2 separate regions of the Hordeum vulgare genome follow, and region 1 is linked to region 2. Evidence: chromatin contacts called from public Hi-C data. All regions are on one chromosome and are shown on one strand. The core of a region is the stretch at or near the end of the contact, and the rest is flanking DNA. Distances in the headings are between cores, read along the strand shown.

Region 1 (4,341 bases), core at 1,379-3,878, 160 kb before region 2:
CCTTCTTGAAGATGATGTGGTCATCATAGGCACATACATCATTATATAGGCAGTCGAACACAGTTCAGCTCATTCGGAATAGACGGTGGAAAATGTCTCAAATAGCTCATTAGGGACAAAAATAGTCGTTCATCGGCATCATATGCCCCGTGCCCTATGTCGATTCAACAATTGATGTCCCTTGACCGATCCCTTGAAATTGAGTGCATGATCCACTGCATGTTACGCATATTCAATAACCGCTTGCATCATCGTCGTTTCATCCTCGAAATCGTCATATCCGACGAGGCTGATTCCATGAACTCGGCGTCGAAGTACTCTACGACCAAATTCATCGTGTTTGCTCCAAACTAAACAACAAAAATATCAATAAATTTGGTAATGACATTTAGCCGGACACTTGTCGGGCGTGGTGTCCATCATGGACAACAACGTTCACATGCGGGCGTTACCTGTGCGGTGGCCAAGCCAGAGGTGGAGGGGGTGTAGGCAAGTCGGGGCTGGCGCCTGGGTAAAGCGGCGGATGTTCGGCAAGGACTAGGCAACGTCGATGACGATCCAGTGGCGAAGCCGCGTTGAGAGGAATGTGGTCAACTGACCACACAGATTTTTGACGAATTCTTTGTACACAAGTAAAAATCATGTATATTTGTTTATAAATTTAATGAAAATACATGTATTTGACATCACAGATTTAAAATGACATCACAGACTTCTTATCCTCGCACCGCAACTATGGCGATCGGTTTACGCGGAGGGCGGAGGAGCGAAGCGAGAAAAAAAGGGCTCCTGGTAGATTTTTTGTAGGAACCCAAAGTGTCTGACGCCTACGTGGCAGTTGTCTCGATGTCCGCAAACCTTCTCCAGCATTTGATGCATAAGATTGAATGACAAAAAACATCCGGGCTCTAGACATGTGGCGGCGTTTTGAGGCATGTGTCAACGCATCGTCCCTTATCACGTTATCATATGAGCATTAATAAATCAAGATACAACCATGTCAATGCATTGTTTCTTATGAGTTCCATCTACATTTAATAATTTAGGGTAACGCATGCATATGATTGGGCTAGAATCATTTTTTACCTATATCCATATGCAAGGGTTATATGTTACTAACATACAACTTTTTTTTTTAATTAACTAGCATGTCACGTCAGCAAAATGCTGCTAAGAAATAGCATTGACATAGGCCGGATGAAGGGAATTGGAGATGCCTGAAGACCCGCCACGAGGCAGCGATGGCACGAGGGGGATGGTGACACGGCAGGCACAACAGGTAGGTAGCACACAGTAGTCGCTTTCCTACATACTGTACTACAGTACGGAGTACACGTCACTCACGTCTCACTCATGTCATGCCACCATCTAGCTTCGACCGGTCGGGAAGATCCGTCGGGTCAGTGAGCCAGTAGTCCACCCGGATTCGCACTGCACGGACGTACGCCGGGACAAGAGAAGGTCAATTCGTCCTTCACCACTAGCCAGCTGCTTCATGCATAAGCAAGGCAAAGCAAGAAGGTCGTCGTCTCAAAGTCCATCGCTTTTCCCCTTCCCCGTACCCAATTTCCCCTTCCCCGACCGAAGGAATAGACACCTTTTTTAATTAATTGTTAGGTAATCTCGCACAGCAGAACACGAGCACGATGGGGCCATGTCTTGATGCTTGCATTATTACTGAATTTATTTTAACATTTTTCATAATACTTCCTTTGTCATAGTTTATAAGGCATGCACGTGTATCTAGGTCGTCAATTTGACTTATATAAAATATATTATTTAACATAAAAATAATATCATTAAAAAATAGAACATCTAAAGTTTCTAATGATATATTTTTCGTAATATATGTCTCGCATTAAGTTGGTCAAATTGACGACCTAGATACACCTACCGGACTTATAAACTGGAACGGAGGGAGTATGTTTTAATGAAAGAAGATGTTGTCATCAACAACGAGTCGTCTACGATAAATTCGTAAATCTCAAAATGATATGTTGATTCAGTTTTTTTTTAGATACTCATAGGAATACAATATGTACGTATGCGTTTGCAAGGACGAATATATACGCGTGTATATTAACTCTTGCATATGTAGTGTGTTATTTAGTTCTTTTATTAATGAAAAAAGACGTTTTCATCGACGACGAGCCGTCTACGATAACTTAACAAAACTTAAAATAGAATGTTGATTCAGTTACCCCGCAAACAAAAAAAAGAATGTTGATTCAGTTTTTCTTAAATGCTCGTAAAAATAGGATGTGTACGTGCGCGTTTGCAACGAAGAATATATACGCGTGTACATTAACTCTTGCATACGTAGCGTGTTAAAAAGAAACAGGTGGGTGGTGCGCGGATCGGCGAAGCGCGGTCGTGCGTACGCATGGGATCGGGATCATCACATCACATCACATCACATGACAGGGAGGAAACCCGACCGGTCGAGTGCGCTCGCGTCCGGTGCAGTGGTGCAGTGGAAAAGGCGTTGCGTGCGCGCGGGCCGCGGAAACGTACGCGCGGAGGGACAGCCGTACGTACGCAGCCCGGCCGCAACGCCCACCAACCTTTCGGGGGCCCCGTCACCACCCTGCTCCCTTCCTACCTACTTATAGAGGGGCAGAGCCAGCTACGGCGACACCACCCCCACTCGCCCCTCCTCCTCCCCCCGCATTTCCAAGAGAGCTAGCCACCATTTGCCTCCCACAAGAACACCTCTCCCTCCTCCTCCGCCTGCTCTCCCCCTCCCTCTCCGGCTCAGGCTCCGTCTCCGGGGAAGAAGAAGAAGAAGAGGAGGAGGAAGAAGAAGAAGAAGAAGAAGAAGAAGGAGGAGGAGGAGGGGTAGCTCGCCATGTCTCGGCTCGCCGACCTTCTCAGCCTCGACCTGTCCGGCTGCACCGGCAAGATCATCGCCGAGTACATATGGTAACACCGCTCGGCTTCCTCTTCCTCCGCCTCCCTCACCACTGTCCCAACCTCCCATCTCACCTTCCTTCACAGTTCACACCAAAATCCACTTCATCCTTTTCTTTTCCGCTTCTTGAAATCTCTAGTTCTTATCCCGAGTTAGGCATGCCACAGATTATTCCTCCTCCCCACAAATCCCATCTGAAATTTCCTTCTGGTTGGGTTTCTCAGATTTGAGCCAAGTAAAAACCCCTGTCTTCACCTTCTTCACGTCTTGATGATAAGTTACAGAAGCAATAGCACCGATCAGCATCCATTTTCCAAAAGAGGAAGAAAAAAGCCATTACTAATCTGCGCACATTTACTCCCTCAGAACAAAAACAAGAAAAATCTGCTCACATTTACGCTTTGCCTAACTCAGGGTCGGCGGCACCGGGATGGACGTCAGGAGCAAAGCCAGGGTAGGCCGAGTTCCTCCCACCCTCATAATCATCCATTTAATCCTTACCCTAAAGAGAATCACCATCACTCTAAAAAAATACATTGCAAGTAGTAGTAGCAAGTTCCTAACACTTTTTCTGCCCCTTTGGATCCCTTGGACGTTCACAAATCAGACGCTTCCCGGACCCGTGGACGACCCCAGCAAGCTTCCAAAGTGGAATTTCGACGGCTCCAGCACCGGCCAAGCCACGGGCGACGACAGCGAAGTCATCCTCCGGTACTACCTTTTTTCCTTTTTTCTTGAGGATAATCCTCCGGCACTTCTTCTTGGTTGCACTCTTCAATCAACCCCTGCCTTGGCTTGCGTGCCTTGGGCCTGAGGTCAAACTGATTTGAACTCCATGTTTTTTGCTTCTGCCAAGACCCCAAGCCATCTTCAGGGACCCGTTCAGGAAAGGGAACAACATCCTGGTAAATTCAGGATCCTCCTCTCTGTTTTTTCATTCATAAATACGATATATATATACACACAAAGGTTATGGCATGAGTTTTGTATTGTTATTTTATTTTGTCTGCGTGAATCAGCTTTGGAATTTGTTCATGAATGCCAGACTGTTTTTTCACCTATGGTAAATTTTAGGTCATCTGTGACTGCTATGCGCCTACCGGAGAGCCGATTCCGAGCAACAAGCGGTACAACGCGGCGAGGATATTCGGCCATCCTGATGTCAAGTCTGAAGAACCATGGTCAGTATCAGTTGCTCCGTTCTATAGAAATTAGTCAAGTAATTAACTTTGCACATAATTTATGTGGCAATTAATCTTGTACCCCCTCTCTTATGTTGCCTGAAATATAGGTATGGGATTGAGCAGGAGTACACCCTTCTCCAGAAGGACACCAACTGGCCCATTGGCTGGCCACTAGGGGGTTACCCTGGCCCTCAGGTAACTATAGATATGTTCAATACTCAGCATTTCAGTTGCAAATGCTAAAAT
Region 2 (4,615 bases), core at 77-2,576:
CCATCATCATTAATACAAGAGTACACCCTTCATATTAGGATGTGCATAACTTTAGACGTCGATACCAAGGAGTGAACGGAGAGGGGCAGCAAGCTTTATTTAGGATGATCTTGCCCCCTCTCAAGGTCGCCACACATGTAACCACATGAGTTAATCCTGACACACGCACCGTCTGCAACCCCGCTCGACGCTTCGCCTCCCCCCCCCCCCCCCCAACCACGCAACACGCGCTCGTAGTTCGCCCGCGCAACCCGCCATAAACCGCAACAGGCAGCCATTGATGACGCCGGAGCACGTTATGCTGAAATCTGCCATGCCAAACGCTCACCATGCCAACACAGACCGTAGCTTTCTTTTAGGGAAACACAAACCGTAAATTTTCAAATGACATGGCGCGTGGTCTGAAATGCCATCACGCCCCCCAAACGCAAAACGGCTGCATCGCGCGGTCACGCGGGCGGAGGGCGCGCGGACACGTGGCGCCGGTGACGCGCAGATGCCAGATGGCGACCCAGCCACGCCGACCGAAGCGGCGCTTTGCAACGCCCGGCACGGCAAGCGTCATGAGGGCGCGATGACGAGGCGATCATCGGCCAGAAAGCCGCCCGTAATCGACCGGTAAATAATCCACCGGCTGTCACGTGAAACGGTTCGCGCGCACACACGCAGGTGCGCAATGCCGGTGCGTGGCATCATGGAATCCGCTTCCTTGCGTGCTCCGGGACGGAACCTCGGCCCGGTTCACCAGCGCCACACGCAGGCACCATCCATCCCAAAGCGTCCGTTGTGACGCCACACCGAGGCCGGAGCAGCACGGGTCAACACGCAGACGCGGTTTCACGGCAAAACCACAGCACCGATGCCCTGACCCTTTCCGCCGACCTTTCATCCTCGGCGGCGGCCGGTATGCCGGACCGACCGGCGAACGCCGGAGGAGCAGTAAATATGGGCCATCTGTTGTTGCGTAATACGGTAGTACCCCTGACGAAACCGTGGAGAGGGTAAAAAATTAGGAAGAGAGTGGAACTGACGCGGCTGCTCCAGCTCGGAACAATCCCTCCCCGCAGCGCACGCGGAGCAGCACGCATTTGTTCGTTCGGGCTTTCGGCGCCCGCCCCGAGGCCGTCTGGCCGGTGTCGCAATCCCAGTCCCGTCCCCGTCGGCCGAACGGAACGCAGGATTTCGTCACCGCGGGGTGAAGCCGACCCGCATTCCCACCGCTTGGGTCGGGCTCCTGTTTCTGCTCCTCCCGTCAGCGCGGCCGCCCACCAAACCCCAACCCCCGCGGAATAAAACCCGCCCGCCGTTCCGCCAGATCCGCACGGGAGTTTCTAGGGTTTTTCCCTCCCTCCCCCCCGCCGACCCACCCAACCCCCCACCCCATTCCTCCCTCCCTCCCTCGCTCGCTCTTCAGCAGGCCCGCCCCCCAACCCGGAACAGACACCACCGCCGCGATGCCGTCGCGGCGGCCGGCGCTGGCCCTGGCGTTCGCGGCCATCCTCGCGGTGGCATGCTGCCGGGCGACCGCCGACCTAGCGACCGACGCGCGGGCGCTCACCGCCTTCCGCGCGGCCGTGGGCCAGCGGGTGTCCTGGAACGTCACCGACCCGGCCACCGTCTGCGCGTGGACGGGGGTGACCTGCGAGGGCGGCCGGGTGACCATCCTCCGCCTCCCGGGCGCCGCGCTCACCGGGGCCGTCCCCGCCGGCTCGCTCGGGAACCTGACGGCGCTCCACACGCTCAGCCTCCGCTACAACGCGCTCTCGGGGGCCCTCCCGTCCGACCTCGCGTCCCTCGCCGCGCTCCGCAGCGTCTTCCTCAACGGGAACCGGCTCTCGGGGGACTTCCCGGCGCCGCTCCTCGCGCTGCCCGGCCTCCTCCACCTCTCGCTCGGCGGGAACGGCCTCTCGGGCGCCATCCCGCCGGCCCTCGCCAACCTCACCCGCCTCAGGACCCTGCTCCTCGAGGAGAACCGCTTCGCCGGCGAGATTCCCGACCTCCCGTTGCCGCAGCTGCGCGACTTCAACGTCTCCTTCAACCGCCTCAACGGATCCATCCCCGCCTCGCTCCGCTCCAGGCCGCGCGCGGCGTTCCTCGGGATGTCGGCCCTCTGCGGCGGGCCCCTCGGCCCTTGCCCTGGCGAGGCCCCTCCTCCTTCTCCGGCTCCCACGGAGACGACGCCCTCGCCGACAACACCGGCGACGAACGTCCCCAACGGCGGAAACGACGAACAAACTGACAAGAAGGGGAACAAGCTCTCCGGCGGCGCCATTGCCGGGATCGCCATAGCCTCTGTCGTGGGCGCCGCGCTTCTCCTGTTCCTCCTCATCTGCCTCTGCCGCAGGTCGGGGCGCACCAAGACGCGGGCTCTGGAGATGCCGCCTCCGTCTCCGTCCCCCGCCGTCATCCCCGGCGGCCGAAAACCTCCCGAGTTGCCCAGCGGTTCGGCCGTGGCTCCTATGGCCACTGTCGGCCACCCCGCGGGTCAATCGACTTCAGGGAAGAAGCTGGTCTTCTTCGGGTCAGCGGCTGCCGTCCAACCCTTTGACCTCGAGGACCTGCTGCGCGCGTCGGCCGAGGTCCTTGGCAAAGGTGCCATCGGGACGACCTACAAGGCTGTGCTTGAATCCAGCGCTACCGTGGCGGTGAAGCGGCTCAAGGATGTCACCATGTCTGAGCCCGAGTTCCGTGACCGCATCGCTGACATTGGCGAGCTCCAGCACGAGTTCATCGTGCCTCTCCGTGCTTACTACTACAGCAAAGATGAGAAGCTGCTTGTGTACGACTTCATGCCCATGGGGAGCCTTTCTGCAGTCTTGCACGGTGAGAATTCCACATCTCAATTCCTTTACAGTTTTTCTGTACTCATACTCTGATCATTGTATTACTGTTCTGCATATGTTGTGCTCGTGCTTGCGTCTATCTTATTTTTGCATTTTTCATGGGTGGCGATGGACTTGGATTTCTCGTAAATGTTTGAGAATTGGATTGCAGTTGTTTATGGACGATTGTCTTGTACTACATCCGTTCCTATATATAAAATGTTTCGGCAATTTAAATTGAACCAACTAGTTGTCTTAGTTCAAAAAAGCGCTAAGCGTTAATTGTGTGTTTTGCCAGCGTATTTATGCGCTAGCGTTTTGCTATCGCCTAGAGCCTAGGTGCACTTGAGCGCTCGCTTAGGCGCGCCTTTTTAACTATGCTTATATTTAGAAACAGAGGGTGTAGCTATTATTACATCTGTCATGGCTTGAGTATCTCTAGTCTACGTTTGTCAGCATATTAGGTGACACGTCAAGCTAATTTTGATGCAGATCTTGTTTATTTGCTTGATATCCAAAGTATTAGGATTTTAAGTGTTATTTATTCGGTGTTGTTATTGAATCATATTCTGACTATTCTTAGTGATATTCCTTCTGGTCTGAGACTAAGTTTGTGGCTAGAATACTTGTATTGCAGTCAACTGCCCCCTTCAGGTTTGTGGTTTTACCAATCTGCTCCAAATTTTCTGAATGTCGAATAGAACTGTTGTTTGCTTTTCATAGTCCCATATTTCTTTCCTCAATTGTGCTTAGGTCTATTATTTGTTTGTTTACTTCGTGTTGCTTAGAGGAAACAAAATTGTTGTAGTTGGCGTATCGTTAGTTTTTTCATTGATTAAAGTGGTATTGGATGCCCTAATGTCATGTCTGGAACCAGGGGCAGTGTTGGTATCTTGATTGTGTCACTTGACTTGACCATGTAACAGATAAACCTTGAACTCTAATCTGACATGATGGTAATCATTTTTTGTTAAGCAGGCAACAGAGGTTCTGGCCGCACCCCACTTGACTGGCCGATAAGATCAAGCATTGCCCTTGCTGCAGCCCGTGGGATCGAGTACATCCACTCTACAAGCTCATCGACTTCGCACGGCAATATCAAGTCATCCAATATCCTCCTGTCGAAGGCGTATCAAGCACGTGTTTCAGACAATGGCCTTGCTACCCTTGTTGGTTCATCATCATCTGGACCTTCTCGCGCCACTGGGTACCGTGCTCCAGAGGTTACCGATCCCCGGAGGGTATCCCAGAAGGCTGATGTGTTCAGCTTTGGTGTTCTCCTGCTCGAGCTGCTCACCGGCAAGGCCCCCAGTCAGTCTGCTCTTAACGACGAGGGCGTCGACCTGCCCAGGTGGGTGCAGTCCGTTGTACGCTCGGAGTGGACTTCGGAGGTGTTTGACATGGAGCTCCTGAGGAACCAGAGCTCCGAAGAACAGATGGTTCAGCTTCTACAGCTCGCTATAGACTGCGTCGCCCAGGTCCCAGACGCCCGTCCGACCATGTCTCATGTCGTCGTGCGGATCGAGGAGATCAAGATGTCAGGTGAAGGCGCCGAAGAAACTGATCAACAACAGAGTGTCCTGAATCAGGGCGATGAGATGGTCGAGGGCCCCTCGTCGCCATGATCGCTAATGGCCTGAGAGAGGAGCAGGCTGCTCGTCGCCGTGGCCCACATTCATTCCGTTCATAGACTTGACGAATGCTGTCTATCTTCTTCGACGACGGAGTCGGCTGTTTTTTCATCTCTTCCTTTTAGCGAATATCGGATTCGGTGTCGTCGTCGTGTTGGTGTT

What was found. Hi-C and Micro-C count contacts between places; a contact is called where the count stands out from the background.
Region 1: a contact with region 2 is called in a Hi-C map of leaf, with 1.7 times the contacts expected there. The contact joins the promoter of LOC123447464 here to the promoter of LOC123447460 in region 2. A contact is called at or near these places in 3 of 6 Hi-C or Micro-C datasets (leaf and seedling).

The regions. Positions count from the first base shown.
Region 1 is chr4H:17,747,121-17,751,461 of MorexV3_pseudomolecules_assembly, reverse strand. LOC123447464 (glutamine synthetase cytosolic isozyme 1-3) reads left to right here and starts at 2,628. Exons shown (of 12, transcript XM_045124069.1): 1 at 2,628-2,922; 2 at 3,326-3,365; 3 at 3,519-3,622; 4 at 3,768-3,816; 5 at 3,986-4,092; 6 at 4,203-4,290. The coding sequence starts at 2,849.
Region 2 is chr4H:17,581,148-17,585,762 of MorexV3_pseudomolecules_assembly, reverse strand. It overlaps LOC123447460 (probable inactive receptor kinase At1g48480), which reads left to right and starts at 1,326. Exons shown (of 2, transcript XM_045124064.1): 1 at 1,326-2,823; 2 at 3,801-4,615. The coding sequence starts at 1,455. The coding sequence ends at 4,447.